2 separate regions of the Pan troglodytes genome follow, and region 1 is linked to region 2. Evidence: chromatin contacts called from public Hi-C data. All regions are on one chromosome and are shown on one strand. The core of a region is the stretch at or near the end of the contact, and the rest is flanking DNA. Distances in the headings are between cores, read along the strand shown. Region 1 holds the start of FOXO1 (forkhead box O1). Region 2 overlaps LOC104004361 (a long non-coding RNA gene).

Evidence for each region. Hi-C and Micro-C count contacts between places; a contact is called where the count stands out from the background.
Region 1: a Hi-C map of stem cell-derived neural progenitor cells shows a contact between it and region 2, with 4 times the contacts expected there. The contact joins the promoter of FOXO1 here to the enhancer-like site in region 2. A contact is called at or near these places in 1 of 7 Hi-C or Micro-C datasets (stem cell-derived neural progenitor cells) and 1 of 1 datasets of contacts at active chromatin or transcription factors (stem cell-derived excitatory neurons).

What each region holds. Positions count from the first base shown.
Region 1 is chr14:39,762,241-39,767,565 of NHGRI_mPanTro3-v2.0_pri, reverse strand. It overlaps FOXO1 (forkhead box O1), which reads left to right and starts at 2,331. Exons shown (of 3, transcript XM_522749.9): 1 at 2,331-3,389. The coding sequence starts at 2,760.
Region 2 is chr14:39,291,314-39,297,410 of NHGRI_mPanTro3-v2.0_pri, reverse strand. LOC104004361 (a long non-coding RNA gene) reads right to left here. Exons shown (of 4, transcript XR_677293.1): 2 at 5,535-5,642; 3 at 3,767-3,868; 4 at 2,766-3,330. Among named protein-coding and RNA genes, the nearest start is that of FOXO1, 470 kb to the left of the region's middle. Within about 2 kb of position 1,655, at least 15 of the 24 cell types and tissues checked have an H3K27ac peak or open chromatin away from gene starts, as enhancers often do. A contact at or near this core is called in stem cell-derived excitatory neurons and stem cell-derived neural progenitor cells, where this site is marked.

The sequences.
Region 1 (5,325 bases), core at 1,082-3,581, 470 kb before region 2:
GTGAAATATTCACCAACATCCTGGGGTTCAGTAAATTGATATTTAGATACAACAGTGTGGTGGTTAGCTGTAAAAACCCTTCAATATATATTTTTAATTTTTTGGACCTATGTGTCAGGGACATTGGTGTTATAGGTTCTCTGTGCCTGCCTCATCAATTTTTTTAAAGAAAGACCAAATAAAAGTAAACTATGACATTTGAAGAAACAATTGGGCAGGAGAGCCTCAAAGATTTCAAGGATTTGGGGAAAGTCTGTAGGAAGACTCCTTTAACCAAATAAATATTCTCTGACGCCCTGAAAAACCGGAATAGAAATGAAGGCAAGGCCAAATTTGAAGCTGGCTTCCTTTGCCAAGAATGATCCAGTAGGGCACCGCCTATTTTTAGGGTGCGGCTGTCTGGATCGGGGGCTGCTTCTGCAGAGTGTAATTGGAAAGGTGGGGGGAAGCAACAGCTGTACTTTGGGGGCCTGCCTTTGAGCTCATCATCTGAGTTACTGAGGTCCCCTAGCGGCTGTCAGAGGAGGCCCAGACTGTCCAAATTTGATAGTAAACGTGAAGAGACCACAAGACCAGGGTGGGAACCAGTCCCCGCCCGTCCCCAATCCATCCGGCTCACGCTCCCCACCCCACCCATGCCTAGTATCAGCAAGAAGCTGTTGTGATAAATAGATTATGAAGAAACAGCCCGGACTAGAGAGACGATAGTGAGAATATAAAAGAAGAAAGATAATCTCTCTCAATCTTTTTAACTTTTGTAAGAGGCCTAATTTTTCCTTTTTCCCCCTCTTTTCTCTTTTATTTTTTCAACAACCTCTTGTCCAACTGACTAATTTTCTCTAGATGCCACTTTTTCCATTGCAGAATTACTTGTAAGAAAGAAAGGGATTAAAAAACAAAAGAGTTGGAAGCTGTCCTTTTGGACAAGATATTTAAAACCCTACTGTCCATCTTCCATCCCAAGTGGTCCCATCTTTCTAAAAGGAAATGCCTTCCATATTCTTCCTAAAAAAGCAAAAGCATAACAAAACAAAACTGGAAAACTGTTTCTTCTGCTTGAGACACAAGGGCCATTATCTTCCCACCTTTGGCCCCACTGATCCTTGACAGGATGTCCTGGACCTGCAGCCCAGATGAGGAAAGGTGGGGTGTGGGTGGGGGGTTGACTGACACACACAGCAAGTAGCCTCAAGGAACTTGGGGGTGGGGCAGGCTGCGCCCCAAGGCTTTGGTCCTATCTCCCGCCCCCCTTGCGTTTTTACTTAACACCCGATCACTTCCGTTGCAAATAAAAAAGAAATAACAAACAGCTAAATTTAATTAGGGATAAGTAATAAAATGACCTGGTTCTCGCTAACTGCGCTCCTGAGCCCTTCGCTGCCGGCCCTGGACTTAGTGGACGGAGCGGGAGATTCCCGCCCAGGGGAAGTGGTTCCCACGGAGGGCATGCGGTCGCGGGTGCCTTTGGATTCGTGTGTTCAGGGAGGCCAGAGAATCTCCTCCCCGCGCCGGAGCCCCTGTTCCTCATTTCTAGCATTTTAAAAAAGGTCAAGAATACAGTGAATCCGGCTGGGGGCTGCCGGCTGGGTGACGCGCCTCTGGCTAGACCGAATGGCACAGGCTGAGCCCGGGGGTGCGGACCGGTGGGCACGGAGAAGGGTCCCTCGGCGCGGACTCGACTGCAGGAGCCGCGGCGCCGGGGGTGGGGGGCGTGTGCCGCTCGCGAGGGGGCCGGAGGACTTGACAGATCGCAGCGAAAGAAAACATTAAATCAAAACAAAACCCACCGATTCCCCACGTCGTTCAGCAAAGACATCGTGGGTGGAGCCAGGAGGGAGTGATTGAGTAGAATTCCGCGCGGCCGCCTCCGCCCGCCCACCCCGCGCCCCCGGCCCTCGGCCCCCTGCCCTGCCAGCCCGCCGGGCTCGGCCCGCAGCGGAGGTCAGGGAGCAGCGAGCGCCTCCTCCCACCCGGGCTTCCCGAGTACTCGGCTCTGCTGCTCCGTAGTAAACAAAGTGTCGCCGCCGCCTCCACGCTGGTTTGCTTCCTAGCAATCAAAACACTGAGACGGCGAGAGAATCACAGAAACACTCGAGAATTACCAGAAAATAATAGAGATCCAAAAAAAAAAAGGAGGTGAGTGTGTGAAAGAGAAAAACACCCCACTACCCCCCACCAGCCCACCGCCGCCTCCCCGTGGAAAACCGGGCCCCACCCAGCCCGGCGCCCACTGGCTGCCCGGGCGGCGGTGCCGCATGCCCATTGGCCGCGCGGGCTGTCGGTCAGGGGCGGGCCGGCGCGCGCGCCGCCGCGGGCGGGGGGCGGCGGCAGATCCCGTAAGTCGGGCGGCCTGGTAGTCGCAGCAGCTGCTGCCGCAGCCGCCACATTCAACAGGCAGCAGCGCAGCGGGCGCGCCGCTGGGGAGAGCAAGCGGCCCGCGGCGTCCGTCCGTCCTTCCGTCCGCGGCCCTGTCAGCTGCAGCGCGGCGCAGGCTCTGCCCCGGCCCGGCGGCTCTGGCCAGCCGTCCAGTCCGTGCGGCGGACCCCGAGGAGCCTCGATGTGGATGGCCCCGCGAAGTTAAGTTCTGGGCTCGCGCTTCCACTCCGCCGCGCCTTCCTCCCAGTTTCCGTCCGCTCGCCGCACCGGCTTCGTTCCCCCAAATCTCGGACCGTCCCTTCGCGCCCCCTCCCCGTCCGCCCCCAGTGCTGCGTTCTCCCCCTCTTGGCTCTCCTGCGGCTGGGGGAGGGGCGGGGGTCACCATGGCCGAGGCGCCTCAGGTGGTGGAGATCGACCCGGACTTCGAGCCGCTGCCCCGGCCGCGCTCGTGCACCTGGCCGCTGCCCAGGCCGGAGTTTAGCCAGTCCAACTCGGCCACCTCCAGCCCGGCACCGTCGGGCAGCGCGGCTGCCAACCCCGACGCCGCGGCGGGCCTGCCCTCGGCCTCGGCTGCCGCTGTCAGCGCCGACTTCATGAGCAACCTGAGCTTGCTGGAGGAGAGCGAAGACTTCCCGCAGGCGCCCGGCTCCGTGGCGGCGGCGGTGGCGGCGGCGGCCGCCGCGGCCGCCACCGGGGGGCTGTGCGGGGACTTCCAGGGCCCGGAGGCGGGCTGCCTGCACCCAGCGCCACCGCAGCCCCCGCCGCCCGGGCCGCTGTCGCAGCACCCGCCAGTGCCCCCCGCCGCCGCTGGGCCGCTCGCGGGGCAGCCGCGCAAGAGCAGCTCGTCCCGCCGCAACGCGTGGGGCAACCTGTCCTACGCCGACCTCATCACCAAGGCCATCGAGAGCTCGGCGGAGAAGCGGCTCACGCTGTCGCAGATCTACGAGTGGATGGTCAAGAGCGTGCCCTACTTCAAGGATAAGGGTGACAGCAACAGCTCGGCGGGCTGGAAGGTGAGTGGACTCGGCGCGCGGCCGGACCTTAGGGGCGCGGTGGGTCAGGCGAGGGCGCAGCTGTGCAGGTTTGCTCGGCCTGAAGGTGCGGAGCAGGAGGGCAGCGCGTTCCCAGGAGGGCGGGCGAGAAGCGGTGGTCGCAGTGGCCTCGCCTGGGTCCGGTCGGGGACGGCAGTAGGTGTGCGTGCGCGCCAGTCAGGAGTTCGCGTGGGACGCGGAAAGGGGCTCGTTGGGGAACTAAGTAAAGAAAGTGCGCCAAGAAGTGGACGTCAGAGCTAGGCCGAAAAGTTTGCCAGTGAAAGGAGAAAGGGGTTCGCTGGGAGCGGCAACCCCCGGCCCGCGCCGACTGCTTCGGCTGCCCCTTCCCTCCCGGACCTCCGCGGGGGGAGGGCGGGTTCTCTCCGGCCGCGCCGCGGAGCTGTTTCCGCCGGGCGCGGCGGGGGAGGGCGCGGCGAGGGGCCCCGGAGCCTCGCTGCCCCGGGACCGGGCTGCAGGTGGAGGGGACAGGCAGGGCGCGACCGGCCGGGGACGGTGCAGGGCCGGTCGGGCAGTTTCTGGAGGCGGTGCGCATTTTGCTTTGTTTTGGTTTTCTCCGGAGTGGCCTGGAGTGCCGGGGGCCCGGCGTCCCGAGCCCGAGGTGGTGCCTCCGACACGTGCGAAGGGGCGGCCACCGCCTGCGGAGCGCCGGCGCCTGGCCGCGCGGGGCGAGCTAAAGTTCAAGTGTGACCCTCGGCGGGGGCGGGCGCGGGCGGTGGCGGTGGCGGTGGCGTGGGAGGGGCCCCGGGCGCAGGAAGCCCGCGCCTTTAAAGGGCCAGCGCGTCGGGGCCGGGCGCCGTGGGGCCAGCGTTTCTCCATGCGGGGAAGCGCCCGAACTTGGTCTTGCCCCTGGTAGGAGGCTTTTAGTTAGAAACACAGAGGCTGCCCTGAGGGGCCGGGGGCTGGGATGTGTGAGTCTTTTCCTGCCTTGCCACCCTATTCTTGAGCATGGAGGACCAGGCGGGGGGGCTTTGCGACCAATGTTTTGAGGGAGTCGGAGTGGCGGTGCGCGTCGAGGGAGCGGTGCCTTGAAGGAGGATTTTTGCCATTTTTGCCTTTCAGAGCGTGGCCAGGAGAGACTTAGCGTGGGGGCAGGCACTTCCCGACTCCGAGGAGAAGGCCCGGGGGCCCTCGGCTCCGGGGAGGCTTCCCGGGGGCGGGGTCCAGTCGTGGCGCGGCCTCCCCAAGCTGACAGTTTCTCACTGTCACCGGTGGCGGAATTGCTGTAAAGGCTGTCTAGTTGAGCTAAACACCTCCCTCCCCTCCTCCGAGACGGAGTCTCGCTCTGTCGCCAGGCTGGAGTACCGTGGCGCGATCTCGGCTCACTGCAACCTCCGACTCTCTGGTTCAAGCGATTCTCCTGTCTCAGCCTCCCGAGTAGCTGGGATTACAGGCACGAGCCACCACGTCCAGCTAATTTTTGTGTTTTTAGTAGAGACCGGGTTTCACCATGTTGGCCAGGATGTTCTGGATCTCCTGACCTCGTGATCGGCCCGCCTCGGCCTCCCAAAGTGCTGGGATTACAGGCGTGAGCCACCGTGCCCGGCCGAGCTAAACACCTTTTTAAAACATACCTTTCTTCGCCTCTCATATTGGACTCCACGGCATAATAAAGATTGGTCTTTGCTGCGCAGTTGTTAATACCAAGGTTATTTTACACACAATGTCATCCCTGTGGTTAATGCGTGTCAAAAGGGTTAAGTTACTCACACCATATTGAAGTTCCTTTAGAAGGAATTCAAGATTCATTTTATTTTTTCCAAAGTGTGTTTTAGAGTAAAGGTATCACTTATCGCTTCATTACCAGGCATTACATGCAATTTTACCAAGTGTTTCAAAAAAGTAAAGTGCCTTCTTACCGTTAAGTTCAGCATATATTCTATTAAGTCACAAAATCGAA
Region 2 (6,097 bases), core at 406-2,905:
TGGCAGTGGACAGCAGAGGACATTCCACTGAAATCGGGCCATCGGGAGCTGAAGACAAAGGCAGCCGATTCAAGTGCACCAAATTGGAGTTTCTCTAATCAAATATATTAAACCCACCATCATTCTTGATTGTTTTAATGGGAAGAAAGGGCAGCTGTGGCCTTCATTTTCTAAGCATTTTATTTAGTGCCATGGGGGTTGGAGGAAGGGGAGGGGAGGGAAAAGTGGGTGGGAAAGGAAGAGAGGTAGAGATGGCTAAGAAAGCTACAGGAAGCTAATGTCTTTTGTCTTAAAAGTAAAATGATTTTGCATGCTGTTCAGATCCACACAGAGAGTTCCCAGAGCTGTTACTCACTAAGAAAAACTTGAGATAAGCAGTTGATAAAGCACTTTTTCATAGGAGTAGAAAAGCAGCCCCAGACCAGGGCTTGGAATACTCGGGCAAAGAAATCCTGGTGACTAGCATTAAATGGATCTGCTTCACTAGTTACATGGGAGCCTGCTCAGTGGAGCATTCCCCCCACCTAGCCCCACATATATTTATACTTTGTATAAAAGGATTTAATTTTCAAGACACTTGCAGGAACTTATCTTCACTCCTTTTATAACCTTCCAGGCTAAGAGCAGAATTCACAAAAGGCTTTTTTCACCATTTGAACAATAGGATTTGAAACTCTAGTTAAGAAACTGATGTCCCAACTTTTTTTTTTTTTTTTAAATAGTTTAACAGATGGTCCAAGGGTGATGTTTCCTGGCCAGAGTGCAGTACCACATACAGTGTCTTGGTATGCACCTCCAGCTTCAAAGCCGAGCTTGGGCACGTGATGTCACTTCCTCCAGCTGCTGAGTTGATAACAGGATGAACCTGAACAAGATAGGAACCAGACACTCCACTGTGTAATTAATTATTTCACTCCACTGTAAGGCAGGAGACTTAGGTAGACACTGTTTTAGTACTTGGAGCTTAAATGCACTTTGCAAAGGAACAAAGGTCTGGGAGCTGTGGTGTGGGGCTCACAGGCTCACACAAGCTAACGTGAGTCATCTGGAGAAAGGGCTTTGGAAGCTGGTGCCTGTTACAGCCTGAAGCCAGCCTGTTTCTGAGCTGGAACGTGAAAGGCAGCTGGCTGTGTCAAAGGGGCAGAGAATAAAGCCGCAGTGTAAAATGAAGACACAATTCAGCAAAGAGAAGATGCTATTAAAATGGTTTCTGCTCCTCCAGCTTCTTTTGGAGGGCCCCCTTTTGGAAACAAATGATTCTGTTCTTTAAAAAAAGGAGGTGGAGGTTCCTTTCAGAAAAATGTTATTGGACTCTTTTTAAATGTCCCTATTTGAAGGGAATTAAAGGGAACGGCATAAGGCAGCGTCTATATACTCAGGGGCCATTGTAGCAAGTGACACAATGCCAGCTAAATGAAGCCCTCTATCCTTTGGAGGAAATCTAATAACTCAATCAATCAGCTCCAGTCTCCAGGCATCCATGGTGGGCTGCCAGCCCCTCCAGGGAGGGTCCTTCCTTTGCCACGAGACAGCTGGGCGAGGAAAGCTTTGGGAGAGGAAGAAATTGCCAGTGCATTCCTCCCCACACTCCCTCCCCGCTCCCTCTCTCACACACAATGCCCTTTTGTCCCTATGACCCCCATCCCTTAGCATGGCTTGAGCTGGCCTGGAGGCGATTGCCAGGGAGCAGCTCAGCTCCCAGCATCTTCTTCTTGCAGCAGCTCTGTGGGATGGGCCTCCTCCACAGCACTGGAGTTGTGTCAGGAGCTCTGGGGAGGCATCAACTGTTCTTAGCTTGCTCTGGTCTGGAGGGTGCTGAGGATGGCTGTCTCTTTTCATCTATGGATAGTGCCTGGGCACGGCTAGGGTAGGGGTGGAGGTGAGGGTGGAAAGGACACCAGGCAAGCGATTTAGAGACTGAGTGGCAGCCAAATTTGGTGATGAATTTAGCTACATCACCAAATTTACTGAGTAAGCCTTAGGCAATTAACCTAACCTCTGCTGTAGTGCATTCTTCTCTGCAAAATTAGAGGCTGGTGGAGTTAACATCCAAGGTCTCTCTCTGGTCCAGTGCTGTGAACCTCTTTTTGGTAACTGAGGAGATAGGATAGGAAACATCATGGGCTTCTGAGTCAGACGGGCCCTCAGTTTGTATTCTGCCTTCACCACCTGTGGTTTTGTGCAAGGTATAAAACTTGTTTCTCTTTTGAAAAAATATTGGGTTAAGTCGTATCTACCATACAAAGATGCTTAAGTTTTGCGACTCGAATTAAAAGACAGAGTCTGGGATGATGCCCAACACACAGTACATCCTTCTAAACATCAGCTTTCCTTGTAACCCATCTGACATTGAATGTCAAACAACTGCTTAATAAAAATCCACATTAGTTAAAGAGGCTTGAAATTTGAAAACAAATTATATAGCACTTCCATGTCATAGGTTACAGTTCCTAGACATTTCAATATCAGAGGCAAGTAAAGTTGGAAAACAACAACAACAACAACAACAAATCAATCAGGATTGGTAGCAAGGTAGAATTGCCAGCTTTTAAAATTTTGGCCAAGTAAGTTTGTTAAAGCAAAAGTCTCATCTGCTCTCATTATCCTTTCAAAAACAAGGTCACAATGACTAATCAATCTTCACTAGGGATGGACACTTGTCCTAATTAAACAGACATATGTAGGTCACATATGTATTCTTATTATACATCCAATGCATATGAACATTGTCCTTCCATTCCCTGCTATTTACAATTCACTGTGGGTGTGTGACAGTTTGTCCCATTCTGCTACCAAGATGGGGCTGTTAGTGGGAAACCATGGTCTTCATAAGTAAACTTATTTATGTACTTTTATGTGTAAACTAGTCTCTGCTTCTTTCCTTCTTTTCCCTTTTTACTCTAAGACCCCTACCCCTGTGTACACCCCCGTGTGTGTTTACAAACACACATAACGCTTACGGTGCATTGGACGCCCAATCTACCCCAATTTTTTCAGAAATAAGCCAACTGAATCGCAAGTGCCATACATTTTGATTCTGTACCCTTTCCCCCTCCTACTTGAAGTCAAACGGAAAAAGTTGCTCCTTCCCTTTCCTCGGGAGCCTACTGAGCCTTCTCTAGGAGAGAGGGCCCTCCTTTCTTTAGCCTCCACTGGGTTTCGGGGCTGCCCGGCTGTGCTGACCCTTCTGGGCAGAGAACAAGGTACACAGAAAGCACAGCAGCCTCCTCCCTTCCCCTCCTGTGGCTTCAGTGGGCTTGGGGCATCTGCAGGGCTTCCCGCCCTCTCCTCGTCTCAGACGCAACTTCTCCTCCTGTCCTGGCAGGAGTCCTAGGAAAGAAGGGCTTTTGAGTCAGTCGGTTTGTCTCCGTGCTCCTTTCCTTCTTGGTAGGAGAAGGCAGGCGACCTCTAGGCAGACGCCTGGGCTGCTTTCATGAGCTGGGAATCTGGACCGTCGCCCCCAGCTTGGAGTCGGGGGCGAGGGCTAAGTGTGCGGGAGTGGGATGGGAAACTGGACTGCTCTCCACCTCCTACTGATTTGAGTTCTCACACTGCGACCTCATGTGTTGTGAATTATAGAAATGCCAGACACACCCACAATTAAATATAAGCACCCAAAGGCTCTTGAACGCCAGTGTTAAGGGACTTTGAATGCTCCCTTGTTCGCGCCGCCTCCACACGGCTCACTTCCCTTACACCCAGTGGAGTGGAGCTTCTACCAGCTTGCACCCCACTGCGCTGGCCTGTTTCTGCTGCTTTCCTTTACCTTTCTGCCGCCAGGAACACGCCAGGCCGTGCTGGGATCACATTTTCCTTGCAAGGGCAGTGACCCTTTTGTAGACATATTTCGTCTCTATGGGAGGTCTCTCTATGGTCAGAAAGGAACACACAGAAAATCCATTAAGCCCAATATCCAATCTCTTTCTGGGGTAATAGATGTCAGCGCTACTCGCTGAGATCTGAGTCAGAAATCTGCAGCCTCCTGGAGCTGAGTGCGGCTGAACTCATTGATCCAGCTGGCGGGCCACACGGACATGCAGCACGGTGCTACCTCTCTCCTCAAGGGGCCCAGACCCTGCAATACGCAGGTGGCAGTCACGCACAGAGGGTGGCCAGGGCCTTCGTCTCTTCTGTCTGTTCCCTCCCCCCACCCCCTGCTGTTTAGTGGAGCAGGTTCTGGCAATGCATGGGGGAAGGAGCCAGCAAGGAAGTGGGGTGGGGTGCACGTTTAAGCTGGGCTTTATCTTTTTTGGGCTTGTAAGTCTCTTTTGAAGTGATTTGGACCATAAAGAACAACGGTGCTTGTTTTTCATTTGGGAGGCTTCAGTTCTACCCAGAAGCGTCTTAAGTGTTAAGAGATTCACTGAGGTTGGCGCGCTCTCTCTTCATGTGGTTCACAGTTCTCATGTTTTACTTATTTTTGATGTGGTAGCTGTAGCCAATGAAAGCTATTCCCCACCCCCCCTCCCCGGCCCCAGTTCAAAGTTATAAACTGAGAGTTTTGGGTTTCTGTCTTCAACGTTTCCTCTCTTTGACGTCTCTGTAGAACCAAAAATGCCAGTTTTTCAGTCACTCCCAGAGCCTTCATAGGGGCCAGTGGGTGGCTTGGGAAGGAACATGGGGGGAATTTGGCCTTCTGCCTTGGCAGGTATCCCTGAGTGCAGACCGGGTTCCAGGAACTATGTTAAGAGCTGAGGATGCCTTGGACACTCCCACCTTACCTGGGGACAGAGAGAGGACTCCACCATGCTCTCTTGAATGCCACCAACATCCTCCTAAAATGGCAAATCCAAAGATTGTTTTCAGTTTTCATAATCCTTTACCTCCTTCCAGTTCTAGATCCTGGTGACCCTCCCATGTTTATTCATTGTTTTATTCAGTATATACCTAATAAGTGGCTAATTCATGTGCTATGGGGAGTGGCACAGCATCATGGTTAAAGGCAGGCTCTGGTGTCAGAGCGTCTGTCTGCACAGCCAGCCCTGACTTGTCTTAGATGTGTGACACAGGTAAGTTACGCAGCCTCTCTGGGGCTCAGTTTCCTCACCTATTAAATGGAGTTAATAATATTACCTATCTCATAAGGTTTTGTGAAGATTAGATAATACAAGAGACATGCTTAGAACAGTGCCCTGGCACATTGTAGGTGCTCAATAAATAATGGCTACTGTTACTATGGTCTCTTCTCTCCCAGAGCTTACAGGCCAGTGATGCGGGACAGCCATCCAACAGGTGAAAGTGAGTTGCTCCGGTGAAAACAGCCAAGACAGAGCTATGCTCTCATGACCTGTGCTGCTCACTATTCCTCATTCCATGGTCTCTAACCCTTCTTTCTCTTTCTCCACCCCGACTTGTCTTTCTCTTTTCTTCTACAATGTAGTGACTCCACAGGATTCTGTTTTTATTTCTTCCTCATGCTCCCTACACCTACTTCCAGACTTTCCAATAAGGCTAGCAGAGAAGCCTCAGGATGAATCGAAATATTTCACAGCTGTCACCCAGGAGTCATCTGGGGCAGGGGTGGAGTAACTTACATGTGCAGGCTTCCTTGTGACAGGGAGGTGGCTACAGATGGTCTCCCTGCTCAGCAGTTAAGTCTCTTTCAAGTCACCTAAGCTCTCTGCAATTCAGTTTACTCATCTCTAAAAAGGAGAGAATCCCTTATGTGGGATTAGTTGAATACACACATACATACACACATACCCAACATACACACACACACATATATATATATATATACACACACACACACACATGTTCTGAATTAAATATACAATGTATATGCACATATAAACATATATACATAAATATATGTCGATGTGTATATGTATATATTTACACACATGTACATATACATACACACATATATATTAATTTTAGTATACATAAATGTAAAAAAATCTCAGTTCCATGTCTGACCCATAATAAGCACTCAGTCATTCGTAGCTGTAGGTCTTATTATGAGCTGGAGCTTTCATGTGGATTGTGGTTATTAAAGCACAGTTTCTGAAATATGGAAAAGTAGCCCTGTACGGTGCAACTCAGCCTTGTGTAGTCACTAAGCAAGGAATATGGAGACAAAGTTGACCATGACAGG